Regions from separate parts of the Bos taurus genome. Here region 2 is linked to region 1. Evidence: chromatin contacts called from public Hi-C data. All regions are on one chromosome and are shown on one strand. Each heading gives the region's core, a stretch centred on a gene start, on an enhancer-like site or on the middle of the called end of the contact. The rest is flanking DNA. Distances are from core to core; before and after follow the strand shown.

What was found. Hi-C and Micro-C count contacts between places; a contact is called where the count stands out from the background.
Region 2: a Hi-C map of germinal vesicle oocytes shows a contact between it and region 1, with 9 times the contacts expected there. The contact joins two enhancer-like sites. A contact is called at or near these places in 2 of 11 Hi-C or Micro-C datasets (germinal vesicle oocytes and liver).

The regions. Positions count from the first base shown.
Region 1 is chr6:117,531,666-117,534,499 of ARS-UCD2.0, reverse strand. No RefSeq gene overlaps it. Among named protein-coding and RNA genes, the nearest start is that of CPLX1, 43 kb to the right of the region's middle. Within about 2 kb of position 1,484, at least 93 of the 102 cell types and tissues checked have an H3K27ac peak or open chromatin away from gene starts, as enhancers often do. A contact at or near this core is called in germinal vesicle oocytes, where this site is marked.
Region 2 is chr6:117,668,290-117,671,123 of ARS-UCD2.0, reverse strand. The region is part of intron 3 of PDE6B (phosphodiesterase 6B); the gene reads left to right. Among named protein-coding and RNA genes, the nearest start is that of PDE6B, 16 kb to the left of the region's middle. Within about 2 kb of position 1,378, at least 1 of the 102 cell types and tissues checked has an H3K27ac peak or open chromatin away from gene starts, as enhancers often do. A contact at or near this core is called in germinal vesicle oocytes, where this site is marked.

The sequences.
Region 1 (2,834 bases), core at 235-2,734:
GGACACAGGGCCCAGGGCCCTCCTTGTGGGTGAGCTCTTTTTGGAGCAGTTCCACTCAGCTGCCTGTAGAAGCTGCAGGCTGAAGTAGATTAAGGGTCAGTGCTTTGGGCTGGGCTCAAAGGCCAGTCAACAACCCATTAGGATTTGTCTTTCCAAGAAGCCATCTTAACACTGGGCTCTTTGAAGAGTGCCAGGGAGAAGGAATGGCAGGAGTGTGCCCAGATGTCCCCCAGCCCTGGGTCTCCTATGGCAGCAGGGCGGCAGCCAGGGGCTGCTGCCAAGGTCTCACCCTGTCCCATCCCGGCCTCCAGGCCTTTCCCCAGCCAGACCAGGCCCTTCTCTTTCCTGGCATAGACCTTTGCCCTCTCCACAGCATAAACCTCAATGCACTCACTCAAGCATGCAAGAAACAGTGTTTATTTTGCAGAAATCAAACTCAACTTCAACTCCCATGCCTCATCCTCTGGGGCTGAGAAAAGTCACTCTGGGCACCAGTGGGGCCTGGAGGCTGATGATCAGCCCCGAGCGGGGGCTCCAGAATCCCAGCAGGCTTCATCCTCCGGGACAAGTGATATGACGGCAAAGGTTCTAGGTGCCTGGGGCTCTGGTTCTTCCCCAAGCATCAGGAGACAGCGTGATGACCCACCAACTGGCCAGCACTGCCACTGGAGGCTCGGGCACCCCCAAGCCCCCTCCTCAGCTCCACCTCCAGCTCCCATGGTGCCGCAGGCTTTACCGACTCTCTTGCGACCCTTTGGACTGTAGCCAGACAAGTACAGATCTCCGCTTATCCAGCGTGGGACCACCAGGCCTTACACCCTCACCTGGGCGGAGGGCGGTCAATTTAGGGAGCAGGGCCGGTGCGCAGGAGGGATGAGCTCCCGGGGCGAGGGTGGAGATCTCTGCCGTCGGTCCCTGGACAAGCTGTGCGGGCCAGGCCGGGCGTGTCTCTCCAGCGCCGGAATTCCTGGGCCCTGAGTCAGCGCCCCGCCTGGACCCCGCTGCCCGCCCTTCAACAGGCGGTCCGTGGGACGCGGAAGTTCCGCTCTTCACTCCGGGTCAGCCTAGCCCAGAGAGCGATCCGGGGTGCCGAGCCCAAGTAGCGGGCCCGACCTGCCGCGGGCCGCCCTTCCGGCTTTCTCGTTTCGGGGGCTCGGATTAGCCAGGCTTGTGGCACGTGACCCTCTCGGAGCCAATCGCAGCGGCCTTACCCGGCACTCGCTGATTGGCTCAGGACAGCCAGGGGCGAGGAGGGGTGGGGCCGAAGAATGGGGCGGGAGGGGCGGGGAGGGGCGGGAGGGGCGGGGAGGGGCGGGAGGGGCGGGGAGGGGCGGGAGGGGCGGGAGGGGCGGGGAGGGGCGGGAGGGGCGGGGAGGGACGGGAGGGGCGGGGCCTATGGATGGGAGGGGAGGGGAGGGGAGGGGCAGAGGGGAAGGGCGGGGCCCAGGCGCCTGGACTCCGCACCAGTTCAAGCGGCTCTGGATCCTGCCTTGAGACCCTTCCACCCTCCGGACCGCGTAGATGTTGACCGACACTGGCGAGGCACTGAGGAAGCCCGAGCCCATCCCCAGTCCCGCTCCCGGCTCGGCCCCGCAGCGTGGCGTCTCGCATCCCTCCTCCAGCCCGGCCCACCCTGACTCTCACCCATCTCCCATCCCGACCACCGCCCCGAGTTCTGCCCAAACCTGCCCCCTCGGTTTGACCCCTCAACCCCGGCCCCTCGGCCAAGTGCGAGCCCGGCTCCAAGGACCCAGCCTTCACCCCAGAGGCTACTCCTCCCTTCAGACTTGACGGGAACCGCCTGAGGCAGGAGTGCAGCAGATTCCAAATTGAGTGGACAGGTGGCCCAGACCCAGGGTTCACTGAGTCCCGCTGGCTGCGACTGTGGACAGCAGGATTGTCTAGCTGCGGATTAGCACAACTAGACAAAATGGTCCTTAATTGCCAGATCTTTAAAAATGTGCCCTGACAGCCTTGATAGTTAAGTGGCTGGTGACTCAAACAGCTCTCCGATGCAGGGCGCCTGCGAGGAGAGACAGCAAATCCAAGCAGAGCGCTGCCCGGGGCTGGCTGCCTGCAGAGTGGACAGCTCTGGAGGGGCAGGTATCAAAGTGTGCTCTGCTTTGTCGAAACAGAGCTAAATGTCCTGAAAGGAAAGGGGCTCCAGAAGAGGCAGTATGGTCCTAAAGCAAGCCCAGGGGCAAGGCCACGGTCAGCCAGAGTCCCCATGGCCACTCGGAAATGTTCAGCCAGATCCTGACTCGGGGCCCTGGCACTGCTGTTTCTGCCTGGGTCCCATAGGGCTCCTCCTCTCTTCCTTGGGGTCTGTCTGCACACCTCACCTCCCTAGAGGTGAAATAACCACTCTCACCATCCTCTCTGCCCCTTATCCTACTCAATTTCCTCAGAAAGACCTCACCACCTACGTATTCATCGTTTATCTCCTGCCATTGGAACAATCAGTCCCAGGAGGAAAGACCTCCACTTTCCCCAGGCCCTAGGAGAGCTCTGCGCATCACAGGGGCTCAGCAACCTGGAGTGAGCAAGTGCCTCTCCCGGGAGTCCTCAGGGAGAGGACTAAGGGGTCTGCCCCACCAGACACTGGGGAAGGGCTGCCTGGGGTTCCCAGGGAAGGCAATTCAGGTGACCAGCACATCTGAGTCATTGCTTAGGACTGAGGTGAGTCCGGGCCGGGTTGGGGGTAGGGGGAGGAGGGTAGAGGTGGGGGAATGGAGGCCAGTGGTGGGGGCACTTTGGGGTGCCCCACTGAGACCAGCCGTGCTGGGGATGGTGGCTTGCAAATCCCAAAGCCAGAACTGGCTACAAAGGCTTCT
Region 2 (2,834 bases), core at 129-2,628, 140 kb before region 1:
TGTCAAAATAATATATGCCAGGGTTTATTTTTGGACTCTGTAAGCTTTCCATTGGTCTATATGGCTGTCTTTATGCCAGTATCATGTTTTGATTAACGTAGGTTTGTACTATGTTTTCAAATCAGGTAATATGAGTCCTCCAGCTTTAGTTGTTCTCAAGATTGTTTTAACTATTCACGATCCCTTGAGCTGCTATATAACTCCAGAATGTGTTTTTATACTTCTGCAAAAGCACCATTGAGATTTTGATAGGGATTAATTGAACTTGTAGGTTACTTTGGGTAGTACTGACATGGTAACAACATTGGGTCTTCTATTTCATGAGCAAAGAATGTCTTTCTAACTATTTGTGTCTTCTCTAATTTATTTCAGCAATATTTTAGTTTTCATTGTTATAATAATTCTAGTTCTGAGGTCCTTTCATTTTACCTGGAGGGCATTTCTTGCTGCGAAATTGTAGTGGTCATTTATTCCCTCAACTTTTGTTTTTCTGGAGATGTCTTAATTCCTCCCTCACTCTTAAAGGGCAGTTTTCCCAGATACAAGATTCTTAATTGACAGGTTTTTGGTTTTTTTAATTTTAGCACTTTGAATACACCAGACTGGGCTTCCCTGGTGGCCCAGTTGGTAAAGAATCCTCCTGCAACATGGGAGAGCTGGGTTTGATGCCTGGATTGGGAAGACTAGCTCAATCAGTAAATAATCTGCCTGCAATGCAGGAGACCCAGGCTCGATTTCTGGGACGGGAAGATCCCCTGGAGAAGGAAATGGCAACCCACTCCAGTGGAGTGGAGTTGCCTGGAGAATCCCGTGGACAGAGGAGACTGGCAGGCTACAGTCCATGGGGTTGCAAGAGTCGGACATGACTTAGCAACTAAACCACCATACACCAGGTCACTGCCTTCTAGTCCCCAAAGTTTCAGCAGATTCTGTGCTGAAATGAGAGCAGATGAGAAATCTGCTGATACACTTAGTGAGGATCCCCTGTGTGTGATGATTCTCTTCTCTCATTGTTTTCAAGAGTCTCTCCATCTTTCAACAGCTTGATTATAGTCTGGGTGTCTTTGAATTCATCCTATCTGGTGTGTGTTGAACCTCCTGGATGGTAGTATTCAAGTATTTCATTAAATTCCAGCCCTTATTTCTTCCCATATGCTCACCGCATGCTCCTCTGCCCTTGGTGAGGCCTGGCCATCCCCCTGGGAGGGGTTCTGAGTGGCTTTCATCCTACCCTGGCTTTGAGGCTGCCTTTCTCTCAGCTTCCTCTCAACCAGGCCCCTTAACCTAACTGCTGTGAGGACATTTCCCCAGATTCTTATCTGCAGCTTCAAGCAGTGGCCTCAGGCCAAGATTCAAACCCACCCCACACAGCCCAGGTGTGGGTGTGGGAGGCAAGCCTGGGAGCATCTTCTGACTCTGCCCCACCACACATACCTTCCCCCAGCAGATCTCACCCAGGGGCTGTGTTCCTTCCAGGGAAGTTGGATCTCTGGAGAAGCCAAGTTTCTAATTTTCTGCCTGTCATGTTCTGAGCCCCTAGCCCTTGCTTTGGATACCCTCACTTTTCAGCTCCTCTTCCTGCATACTGTCTCAGGGTCCCTCTCCTTCTGCCTCTCTCATTAGCCACCCCAACTCAACTCAGTCAGAGCCACACTTTGAAAACTTAGGTCCTATCACTGGGGGGGCCCTCAGGGCCTCTCCTGCAGCCCCTGCCCACCTCTCCATACTCCACCATCCTGCCCCAGCCATGCTCCTCTCAAGGGCTTATGGACTTGCTGGTCCCTCTGCCAAGAACACTGCCCCACACATCCCATGGCTCCTTTGTAGACAGGTCGCCCCTGACCTGAGCACCTCCTCACTCTAGCCCTGCATCTCCCCACTCCGTCGACCTCCACCTGCTGGACCCCCTGCATTTGCTCATTTCCCCGTGACAAGCCATCTGGTTGCTTTGTTTGTTTATGTTCTAGCCTACACTCCCCGCATTAGAAAATGAATCTAAGAGTCAAGGATTTTTGTCTGTTCTATCATCCAGTTATACCAGTCCTAAGGCAGGCAATAAATATCATTCCAGCAAATGAATCCCTGACACTTAGGAAACACGACCATCCAGAGACCCGATGTTTCCAGCTCTTCAGACCACATTCATGTACAGATGTGAGAATTATAAAGGGGACTTCCAACAATGGGTGTTCATGTCTCAATTAAATACTTTGATTTCCACTCAGATGTCGCCTAACCCCAGTAGAAAGCCACCTCTGAGACCTTACACTCTGAACAGCATTTTAAAGAACTCTAATTACTTCACAGCTCTACCTCACAGCTCTCTTTGAAAAGAAAAGACTGAAATGAACAAAGCCTGGCTCCCACATTGCCTGCGATTCAGTCTGGTGCCCACTTCTTCCTCACGCTGTAGGGGAGCCCCAATTGCAAATTAAAGCGCTTCTCTGCACAGGGCCTGCCCCTCCCTCGCACAGATCTTAGCAATCCTCCAGGGTCCTAGGCCCCCTCCCTGGTCAAGAATCACTGTCGATCAGCCCTGGTCATTCTTCCCATGGACTCTGCCTCAGGGGCTCCCATCAACCCCTTTTTGAAGGTGTCTTGGCCACTTTAGTCAGAGGCAAGAGAAACAACAAAGAAACCATAGACTTGGCCCTGGGATGTGGGAATTTCAGATCTGCTGCGTGAGGCTGACTGGCCAGCTGTAGCTTCGGTTCCCACGGCCCATGTTGCAGCACCAGCTGGACGAGAGGCCCCAGGGGTACAGAACTTTGGCTCCACGCTGCCCAGACCATGCTTTGTCCACAACCCGTTGGCTGGTATAAAAACAGAGCACG